2 separate regions of the Mus musculus genome follow, and region 1 is linked to region 2. The links are chromatin contacts, called in public Hi-C maps. All regions are on one chromosome and are shown on one strand. The core of a region is the stretch at or near the end of the contact, and the rest is flanking DNA. Distances in the headings are between cores, read along the strand shown.

Region 1 (5,725 bases), core at 2,049-4,548, 320 kb before region 2:
TTTCCTCTGGAGAGAATGTGACATGGAGGAGCCATAAAAGTCTCATGTCAGCCCCAAAGACTGTACCGATTTGAAAATGGAATGGCTTAGATGAATTATAAAATAATCGGCTTTTGGGAAAGTGGGGGAAAGTTTAAGGTTTAAAGGGCAGAGAAGAAACTGTTTTAAAGGAAGCCAGTATATTTACTTTTCTTACTGCAGTTCCAAGCTAGGAGGTCATTTTAATATGCTTCTGAAAGTGTGGTACACACAGGATGGCGCATCTCTGTGGCAAAAGGATATATTCCTGTGTGCCTCCTTCTGAAGCTGTGGAAGTGGATTACTGCTGCAGTGGGAGAGGGGAGATGAATAATCTGCAGTGATCTAAAACCGGAATCATACAAACCCTTAGGGCCTTCATCCTTAGGGGGGTTGGGGTTCCGAACTGGATCCCGGATGCTGCAGTCTGTGCCTGCCCAAGTGAAATCACAGATGCAGGTGGCTTCGTTGCTACACACCTGTGACAGAGAAAGAAGAGAGACACAGCGATGTGGACCACTGATAGTAAGCACAATCTCACTTAGAAGGCTTCCCAAACATTCCCATGGCTTTGAGGACTAAGTTCATGGGTCAAATTATTGAATATATTTCCAGTAATTATGAAAAATTATGTTTAGGTGAAAAAAACTGTTTAAAATGATATGATTCACAGTATTAGACATATTTAGGTATATAAATGTCCAATAAAGTAGATTTTTTCCCCCTGAAGCAAATGTTTCTAGGAACAGCTATGAAAATATACATGTTTAATACAGTAAGTTATCAGACATGGGACTCAAAAAACAATCCCAGAGAAAAGAGGGAGCAGGCTCCAGGGGCAATTCTCAAAACAAAAGACCAAGAGACACAGTCCTTAACACGCTGCGTGATCTCGCCATGCCCAACCGTCTGGTGGCACTTTGCCTGCCAGGACAGCACTCCTCACCCCTCCCACCATCTATTGGAGGCACTCTTTCCCAGTCAGCAGGCTGACACCCTCCACCAGGCAGCAAATGGCACAGGCTTGCAATTTACATGAATCAAATAAAACACCCCGCAAACTAGAAAGAAAGGTGCCGAGACCCTTTTATCATTAGAAATGATAAAATCAAATGCCAACGCTTTTAAATCCAAGATACTGTAATATATGGTTATGACTAATAAGACTGAACTTTGCTTTTAAAAAATGGTGAAAAATGAGATGGGACAAGGGAAAACAGCAGAGCTTTTATGTCTCATATTTCTAGAGCAGCAACTAAAATGCTTAAAAAGTCTACCTGGTGATTTTATTTTGGATAGAAACGGTACTGAACACTCATTATGTGTCAAGTTCCTCTGCCTCTAACATCACGACGAGCTTCTCCCTCACTTCGCACTCCATCATCAGCTAAGGGCTGAGAGAGGGTAAGTACCCACCCAGAGTCACTAAGACATAACTGAGCAGAGCCAGGATCTAAATCAAAACTCTTTCTAGCCCCTGAATTCGTGTTCTTAAGTCACTAGATAGGATGGCTGACTTCAATGTCATCTTCTTGGGATTAATAAATACCTGAAGGACATGAGTAAGGCACACCTTTGGGGTGGGGGCGTGTATCTGAGTGTGTTTCTGAAGGATCAGCTATAGGAGAAAGGCCCCACCTGAATGGGGACCCTAGTGCCACCCCATGGAATGGGGTCTGAGTCTGAAGAAAAAAGAAGTTAGCTAAGCACCCATGGTCCGTGCCTTTGCTTCCTGCTCTGACAAATAGGAGGAATAAGTTCCTGGCTGCCACACCATCCCCAGCATGCTGGACTATGTCCCTTGAACCATGAGCCAAGCCACCCCCTCCTCTCTGGAATTACTTATGTTGTGTGTGTGTGTGTGTGTGTATATATATATATATATATATATATATATATATATATATATATGTTTTTATGTCAACAAGCAAAGTGATCAGCACACCAGGCTACCTGGCCTCCCTGTGAGCTTGTGCTTTAACCAAGCATCACCAGAAGAAAAGCTTCCTGGTCCTGTCACCTTGCTCTCCTCTGTGTCACCTGCCTGTCTCTATGTGTTGATGTCGAGTTATAGCTGGAGAAGGTGATCCATACACATAAATAATTCAAATTAATTTATAAACGTTTATTTTAGCAGATGAAGGCACTCAGAATATGATGATAATCAGGGCACAGAAACTGGCCACAGTCTCAGTAAGAAATGTCCGTGTCTGACTGTGTTATCACTGTGAACCCAGGGTCCCAGACAATGAAGGTCAAACCATCACACTGCTGTTTACTTACTTACCCCGTGGCCGGAGCAGACTTTACCCCTTGAGTCAAGTGGGCAGCTGCTCATATTCAGGGCTTGAATCTGTAGGCACTTCCGATCTAAGCACATCATGGAGGGGCCACACGGAGTCCCATCTTCAACGTAACCCACGTCTGTATCATCGTCTAAAACTACATGAGCACCACTGAAAGCAGACAGTGATCTGTTGTATTAAATAATTCATCTCAATGGGGTGGGGCTCAGTTCTACCCCACCTTCGATCATTCAGTGCCCAGATAAAAGTCACAAGCCTTTATGTTTACGAGAAGCCTTCACACCATCAGACTTGGGCACATATCCACCCTCTAAGCTATTAATGTTTACTTCCCTATCAATAACCCTGAGTTATAATTTTCTGTTATCTATCTGGGCTGCTCTTATCTCCAGCTGGCCAACCTTCATGGCCATTTTTTTCCATGACTTACCTACCCAATGCCATCTTCTCCTCTCTCCACCTTCTTCCTTATCTCCCGTGGTCTCCTGCCTCGGATCCCAAGCCCAGGAACTGAAACTCCACCTAGTCTCTTCTGCCTCAGTATAGGCTGTGAGCATCTTTATTTATCAATCAGGGCTAACTTGCGGGGCAAGGTAAGGACAACCAGAGCCAGTATGCAGCATTACAATACATAGCAAAAGACCACACCTCAACAGTGACCCACATAAACATAAGCACCACACTATCCAACAACACAGAGCCAGCCCGCACAAGGCTTGCCATTCGTGAAACAGAGATACTGTTACAGTGAGCCAGGGTTTATTCGAGACTTTTCTTCCCTCCCACCTATCTTTAATAAAAGTCCAAGAAAGAAACTGCTGTTTGTTATCATTTACAGCACACAGCATCAGGAACAACAATTATCAGCAGGAAATATTCTAACTCTTTGGGTGTTCTCAATATTAAGGATAAGTGAAAGGTGTTTGTGTAGACAGAGAAGAAAGTGTGTGATTGATTCTCCAAGGCCTGGTGGGGAAAAGATAGTATGGGAGGGAAATAATGCTGAGCAAACACAGCAGAGCAAGGCTGTATTTGATTTGAAAACCATTACTATTACCTCAAAGGATTGGGCTATCACAACTGAAAGGAGAAAGCCAGGACTTTACTAGTGCTTACCTTTTATGTTTCAACGTTAGGGGTAATTAGAATTTGGATAATAATTAGAAACTGGATATAATTATTATTAACAAGGAGTCTTGCTGAATGTTTTACCAATATGGTAGTTTGTAATATAGCCTTATAATTCAGTAAGGCTATTAAAGACAGGTGAGGTAACACACGCTGGAAGAGTGCTTGTGTACATGGAAAGTCTAGAGACAATACTACAGATGTTTCCCAGGGAGGGGCTTATTCTCTAAGGCCTAGTTAAAATTACCTTCAGAGCCATTCAACAAGATGGAAAAGTAACAGTTATCTGACCAAGACGTCATGAAATTGTGCAGAATTACTCTTGGGTAATTTCAAACATTTATTCACTCCCATTAAAAGGTGGTTTGAAATTCTGGGAGAGTGAAAATAAAGGGACAAGAACTGTGTCAGTTCTGTGGTAGGATCCCAAAGGTGTTTTAACAGCAGTGCCTCTGAACAAGAGAGCGCCACCATAGAACCATGGTTACTCTGAAAGCAATGGCTCTTACTTGTGATGTAATGCAGCTTCCTGGCTGAAAACACACGCCTCTTGTCTATGTGCTATGTGTACATAGACGAATGGATATGAAAAAGGATGTGTGTGATAACACCAATAAAAATATTTAATGTCTATTATCTGTATGTGCTTGGGTACTTATTAGGGCATCCTCTAAACCAGATACATGCGACATAATATCCTGCTTAAACTGGATGTTTTATGAAAAATGAAGCACAGTATTCAAATAGTGATATACTGCAATGCTCAAAATTTTTAGCCAGTGATAAAATGAGTACAGGGATTGATTATCCCTAATCCAAAACACTGAACTCTGAAATGCTTCAAAATGTGAAATTTTATGAGTACTTATAGGATGCCCTAAGTGGAAACATCCACTTAAAACACAGTCACAGTTAAAATGCAGGCACACTAAAAGTACTGGGGGAAAAAATCACTGCTCAGAAGAAACATAAATGGCCAATAAATACAGGCAAGTTCAAAATGACTTAGGGACCTGCAGCTCAAAACACAATTAGATGTCATCTCAACTCACTTAAAGCAGTTGTCATTTAAGAAATAATTACAAATGCAGGCTAGAGTCAGAAGAAAAAAGACCCTTAATGCACTGGGAGTGGGAACATAAATTAGTACAGTCTCCAGAACAGCATGGGGGGTTCTTTTAGATACGAGATAGTACTACTATATATTTCCTGTGGTATTATCACAATAGCCAGGATATAGAATCAGTCCAGCTAGCCATCAAAGGAAATAGATACAGAAGATCTAGTGTATGCATAACAGTATCAGCCACAAAGTAGAATGAAGTCTGTCGTTTTCAGAAGAGATGTAAACTAAGTTCCACTCAGAAAGATAAACACAGCCTCTCACAAAGGCATCACCCTGTAAAAGTTGGCTTCATGGCAGAAGAGAGAGGAATAGGGATTGGGACTGTGAAGCAGGGTATGGAGGGATGGTTGGACGTAATTAACAGGTGCTGTATGCTTGGATGGAGGTATTTCAATGAATACACATGGTTCCTATGTCAACAAAATAGATGCACAAATGACTGAATTTCCTTCAGCCTGTGTGTATAAGGTATAAGTGAAAAAAAAAAAATCCCATGCTTAGTGTTGGGTCCCATTCTCATGCTACCTCATTGTGCACTTACAAACATTCTAACATCTGAACACTTCTAACCTAGAGCTTTGGGTAGATGGGTTATAACTTGGAGCATAACTCTATTCCTAAGATTGTGATTTGGAAAACGGTCTTAACTACTGATAACCACTATGATTTTAGGCAAGTGAAGTTTGCAAATCAATATACTACTTTTCAAAGTGGTTCTTCATGTGGGAGGAAAAGATGAAAACTACAAAATCTTTGCTCTTCCATGTTTTCAGCTTTTTCTTGTTTGAGACCTGCGATCATCGTTCTTTCCTGGGTTTCCTGACTTCTATCTGTTACCTGCAGTCAATCACTCGGCCTTGATGATAGAAGGAAGTCGGGATGATCTCTCCTTGAAGTTGACCGATACGTGGAGCTCGGGTAAGATTGGTGCAAAGCAGAAATCCACAGAACACATCACTGCACGGGTTTGAGAAGGCAGAAGACAGGAAGAATCCAGCTCAAAACACCATTACACATACATTAGTTTTTACATGTTACAGTTCTGGGAACTAAAGTTCAGACACCAGGCAATCAGTCTACAATAGAGCCTTATCTCCAGCCCTCAGATCCCTCAATAGTCTCTTCATTGCAGAATAAATGCACTCAG
Region 2 (5,480 bases), core at 2,807-5,306:
TTGCTGGTTTTTTCCTTTAAAACGAAATCATTTGCTGTTTTGAACAAACAGAAAGTAAGAGTACGGTAACAGTGTCTTGTGTGCTTAGCATTCTCTGAGCTGTTCGAGGAGAGCTGCAAGTGGATTTTATATCCCCTGCTACAAAGCTGCGATCGACGGTTACTTTCACCTTTCAGTCTCAGCTGAGCCTTTTGTGCAATTGCCAGATGTCCCAGTCTCTCAAGGTGACAGATACAGTCCACTGCCTTATGCAGCCTCATCCTGGTACCACCTCCCTAGGAGACAGCTGGGTAAAACCTACCTGACTTACCAATTGACCCCCAGGTCCCTTATAGAGAGTTCAGACCACTGAATCATTCTGGCCACCTCTGTCACAGAACCTCAATGGAACTCATGCTGCCTGACCCAAGCCCCCAAGTAGCTCTCCCCATGGAACCCTGCTGGGCTAACACCCTGCCCTTCCTCCCGGTCCCCTCCCATTGTGTGTGCCTCTGGTCTGGGCAATTTCCCCTACCCACTGGCTTTGGAGACCCCATCTTCTCTGGGATTTGTAATTATCTCAGTGATTTGTTGTCCCCTGCGCTTTGTTCTCCTGCCTCCTCCCTTCTTACCTGACCTGCACCCCCTCTCTTACCAGTAGGGCTCTCCTAGACATTAGCTGTCTCTCTAGAAATAAACTGGATAAAAACCAGACAGTAACCACGGGTGTGTCCTAGTAAGACACCCACAGAGGTGATGATAAGCCTTGGAATGGGGTTTTAGGTTGGAAGAGAGAGCAATGTTCATTCAGCAGAGACTGGGCTTCATACTTTAAATTTTCATCTTTTCCTGGATTAGCAATATAACAAACACTTCAGATACCAGGCAGAGCAGCAAGCCACAGCTCTCAGCCAGCCACGTAATCACCAGGAGAAAAAAAAATGGTACTCTGCTGCGCAGTGTTGCTAAGCAACAATGTGCAGTAGCTTAGGCGTATTCAATCTGTTTTCAATTTAAGATGTGTTCATCTTACAATGTGTTTATCAAGGTGTCACCTCATTATAAATAAAGGCTCATCTGCAAAAGTAAGTTCCCCCTGTGTAGAACGCCTGGTCACTGGTCTGACACTTAACCATTATGAAGCCAGGCCATAGAGGTGTCTAGAGAAAGGCTCATAGATTTGCTCCACGACTAGCTCCAAATCTTGTCAGCCCAAAGCTGAGTCCTGCTTCCTGCCACAAGGAAATTAGAGGAAGACAGGATAACAGTGTAAAAAGAGAGTTGCAAACAGGAGAGTCAAAGCATTGTGGCGGTCTGCACTTGCCCTGGATGTTAGCTCTTCTACACTCACATAAACGAAGGAAAGCCCAGAAACTGCACTGGGACACTCAGGGCTCTGTCACTGAGGGGCTGTAGCTCTTTCATGCTGCATAGCATAGTGTCCCAGCCACATCTCTGTCCACCCTCAAGTATTCTGTTGCCAGTGTCATCATGAATCTTCCCATTGGGAGGAAAATGACATCTCTGTTCTGACAGGAACGGACAGACCGACCATAGAGAGGAAGGACTGATGGCAAGGGCTCCCCCTCCCCCTTCCCAACAGAGAGCTGACCAGGTGGGATCTAATTGTCGGGTCAAGGGCTGAGGTATACAGGAAATTAATTCCCATAGCGAGGGAACAGGGAGCAAGTCCCTGAACCCATTGAGTGAGGAGTTACTGCAGGACCATCCCTAGCCTATATTCTCTGTGGGGAATAAGCTCACAGCCAGCAATGAATGGCATCACCGTGGGACAATAGGTATGAAGATTGTGGTGTCTATTTGGCGCCTTCTTTCTCTTTGTCCCTCTGACCCTAATGAGGAGACCTTAGAGCAGGAAGCAGCTGGTTAGGAACAGGGACAGTCAGAATTGGAAATGGAGGCTGTGGCTCACAGCAGGGAATAGTTGATACTATCAGGAGCTTGGCAAATGTCCAGTGTGAGGGGAAATATACTGTAGCTGCCTAGAAATAAGCCATTCCAAAGACTTTTGAGGGAAAAAAATAGTGGCTCCTGGATAGCCAGGGCTATACAGAGAAACCTTGTCTGGAAAAAACAAACACAACAACGACAGACAGGCGTGCTAAGATGGGGTGGTAAGCCTAGCTTATTATTCACAAAGCCCACTATTATTGATCCCCAGTGCTACACCTACAAAGGGGAGGAGGAGAGATTATCTTGTAGTTGGGGGCTTTCAAGAAAAAAAGCCTCTGGTTGGGACACCAGGTCTGTATCCATCCTTTGTTCCTGCCTGACTAAAGAAAAATAAGGAAGATTGAGGTTTCTGGTGGATAAAAGTCTAAAACAAAACAAAACAAAACAAAATGTTGGTCAGGCAAAACCAAATGTGCAAGAATACATATTTATAGAACAAAAGCGTACAAATCATAATTCTGCAAGTGAAGTGTGCTGAACGTTTTACATTGTATCCTTCCTGTGTGATTTGATGAACTATTTCCTGAGGAAAACAGCTCGTGCTCCTGGGGCTCCCTCACAGCTTTGGTCCTGAGTGTCCAGCTTTCCTAACAAGTTTGTGTTAGCATCTATGTACTGAAAACCTGAGCATGTGGCTTATGTGATGGTAACACTGAGTTGTGAACTCAAGGCTTACTGATATTTGAAGATCTTAATTGTGCCTCCAACTTTTAGCCTAGAAAGACACTGGAATCTGTTCATAAAACAATATGGGGAACTAGAAAGATGGTGCAGCAGTTAAGAGCACTGACTGCTCTTCCAGAGGTCCTGAGTTCAAATCCCAGCAACCACATGGTGGTTCACAACCATCTGTAAAGGGATCTGATGCCCTCTTCTAGTGTGTCTAAAGACAGTGACAGCCTACTTATATACATAACAAACAATTCTTTTTAAAAAATATTACGGGGCTGGTGAGATGGCTCAGTGGGTAAGAGCACCCGACTGCTCTTCCGAAGGTCCAGAGTTCAAATCCCAGCAACCACATGGTGGCTCACAACCATCCGTAACAAGATCTGACTCCGTCTTCTGGTGTGTCTGAAGACAGCTACAGTGTACTTACATATAATAATAAATAAAAATCTTTAAAAAAAAAATAAAAAATAAAAAAATAAAAAATATTACGACTGACTGGACAGATGGTGTTAAAAGCACTAACTGCTTTTGGAGAGGACCCATAGTTCCCAGCACCCAAATGATTGTTCACAACCATCCTTTTTGTTTTGTTTTGGGGTATTTTGTGTTTTTGTTTGTTTGTTTTTGTTTTTATTTTTCTAAGACAACACAGAGTTTCTCAATGTAGCCCAGGTTGCCCTGGAACTTGCTCTGTAGACCACGCTAGCCTCAGACTCTAAGGTCTGCCTGCTTCTGCCTCTGGAGTGCTGGGATTAAAAGTATGTGCCCACTTCGGCCAGCTAGACTTCCAAACTCTAATTCCAGGGATCTGACACCATTTTCTAATATCTGTGAGCCTCAGGCATGGACATGGTGCACATTATACACACACACACACACACATACAGGAAAAGCATTCACACAATAATTTGTAAAATAAAATAAAAATTTAAAAAGGAATAACGACTATATAGCTGTTTAATTTTCTGTGAAGGGCTGGAAAGATGGTAGTGTAGGTAAGAGCACTTGGTAGAAGCCTAACAACCTAAGTTTGCTCCCCAGAACTCACGGAAAGGTGGAAAAAAGTGCCCCCCCACACACACAGAGAGAGAGGGGGGGGGATTTAAATAAGCCTTCACTGAAGTATGTAAAGAACTGTGGGCAGACTGAGGCTCCAGCAAGGTTTCAAACGGCTGTAGCCAGAGCATCCAAGACAAGAGGATGGAAGGTTTTCAAGAAAACCGTGAACTGAAGACCAAGCTGCAGCAAAATAAAAACAAAACAAAAAACTACGCTCCAAGCCCTACACACAGGGTGTGTTGTGTGTACAAATTAAAATGTGTACAAATCCTTAACACAACCAAAGGAAATTAGACTGCGCAAAAAATAGGAGCAGCAAGTCGTGCAGGATAGTGGAGAGATGAGACCGAAACACACCGACAGTAAGCAAGGCAGCCACTACAGACATCTGTGTGGCAGGTCCTGCAAACAAAGAACCTCACAAAAGGACAGACACAGCTGCTGGCAGGACAAGACGCCCGCCCGGGGAAGCACTAAAGGAGCGGAGGGCCACTCATAGATGAGAAAGGTTTCCAAGGACTGGGGGATGGGAAGGGAGCTCCAGGTCACGGAGGTTCAGATTTACAAGAAAAGATAGTTCTCAGCATCTACCACACAGTGTGACTGTGCCCCACGCTATGAACTATCCTTGAAAGAAGCAAGCCTGTTAACTTCGACATTACTGGTGTGCACTACCGTGCTTTAAAATCTTGGCAGAAAATAAGGCCAGACGGCAGCCCTGCTTATTACCTCGTTTTGCCCTTTTAATCCACAGGACGTACAATGAAGATTCTAGAGTGTTCCTGCAAGCACCTGCTCTTCTCAAACCCTGGGTCGCTCTGTGTGATCTTGTGGGACTTGAGCCACCTGCATTCTTACAATCAAATCTTGAAGACGATCTTTCTCCTTCTCAGTCACTTTCATATTTTACCATAGCTCAGCTGAGTCTGGGGGACATGATTAGATTGGCTCGGTAATGGAGTGGTTTGGACCCCACTAAGTGATGATCGATCTGCCTGCTGCTCTGGTGCTGTGCCGTGGACATCAGCTCTAACCAAGAAGACACCGCTAGTGGGAGCACGCTTCCTGCTGATGGCCGCTATGTGAGTATCCTCTCTCTTTTTTGTCGGAATTGCGGCGTACATCAAACTTGGGAAACCGGGGAGCTGAGTTCTTCTTGAGCTGAGTAAGAGTCGTGACAAAGATATAAAAACTGTCACTGGTACAACAAAACTGTAGTGCACGGTACCCCAAAAGAGTCCAAGATGAGAACCCTAAGGGATAGGACATTTGGAGAGTTCCAAGACAAGTTGACTGGGATGTTTAGAGTCCCCCAAACACATATCATTCCCCAAAGAGTTCCAACTAAAAGCTGGAGGTCTATGGGAGCCCAAAGTGTTTGAGGGGAGAGGTCTATCACATATACTCTCACCAAGAGTCCAGGCTTCATTGAGACTGGCAATCAACACAGCAGTGTACCTAGCCCAAGAACACCACCCCCCCCCAAAAAAAAAAACACAGTTACTAGGGTAAAAGATTGACTGCTAACCCTAGATCTCTAATCACACCAAATCCTAACCTCATCTGGGGACGGGGCATAGGAGCTGTGGTCCCCTTCCACATGGCTCATCCTGTGTCTCACCTGCAGTTGTCTATTCCCAAATTTCATCCTTTATCTCTATCTACCATACTAAACTACTAATTCAATAAGTAAATCGGTTTCTCCAATTTTCTGAATGGATACAACAATCTGGTGAATGAAACGAAGGCAAAATCACCTCTGAGATCTCTTGACGATGTAACTCTGCACAGAGGCT

What was found. Hi-C and Micro-C count contacts between places; a contact is called where the count stands out from the background.
Region 1: a contact with region 2 is called in a Hi-C map of the N1E-115 cell line, with 2.2 times the contacts expected there. The contact joins the enhancer-like site here to the promoter of 1700039I01Rik in region 2. A contact is called at or near these places in 3 of 39 promoter capture datasets (the 3T3-L1 cell line and neural stem cells), 1 of 484 Hi-C or Micro-C datasets (the N1E-115 cell line), 4 of 115 datasets of contacts at active chromatin or transcription factors (embryonic forebrain, embryonic midbrain, embryonic stem cells and 1 more) and 1 of 9 other capture datasets (embryonic stem cells).

The regions. Positions count from the first base shown.
Region 1 is chr1:63,567,659-63,573,383 of GRCm38.p6, reverse strand. Adam23 (a disintegrin and metallopeptidase domain 23) reads right to left here. Exons shown (of 26, transcript NM_011780.3): 22 at 5,416-5,535; 23 at 2,306-2,474; 24 at 386-497. Among named protein-coding and RNA genes, the nearest start is that of Gm22281, 5.1 kb to the left of the region's middle. Within about 2 kb of position 3,298, at least 1 of the 459 cell types and tissues checked has an H3K27ac peak or open chromatin away from gene starts, as enhancers often do. A contact at or near this core is called in the N1E-115 cell line, where this site is marked.
Region 2 is chr1:63,251,772-63,257,251 of GRCm38.p6, reverse strand. It overlaps 1700039I01Rik (a long non-coding RNA gene), which reads left to right and starts at 4,056. Exons shown (of 3, transcript XR_373460.3): 1 at 4,056-4,766. It also overlaps a transcript of Zdbf2 not described here.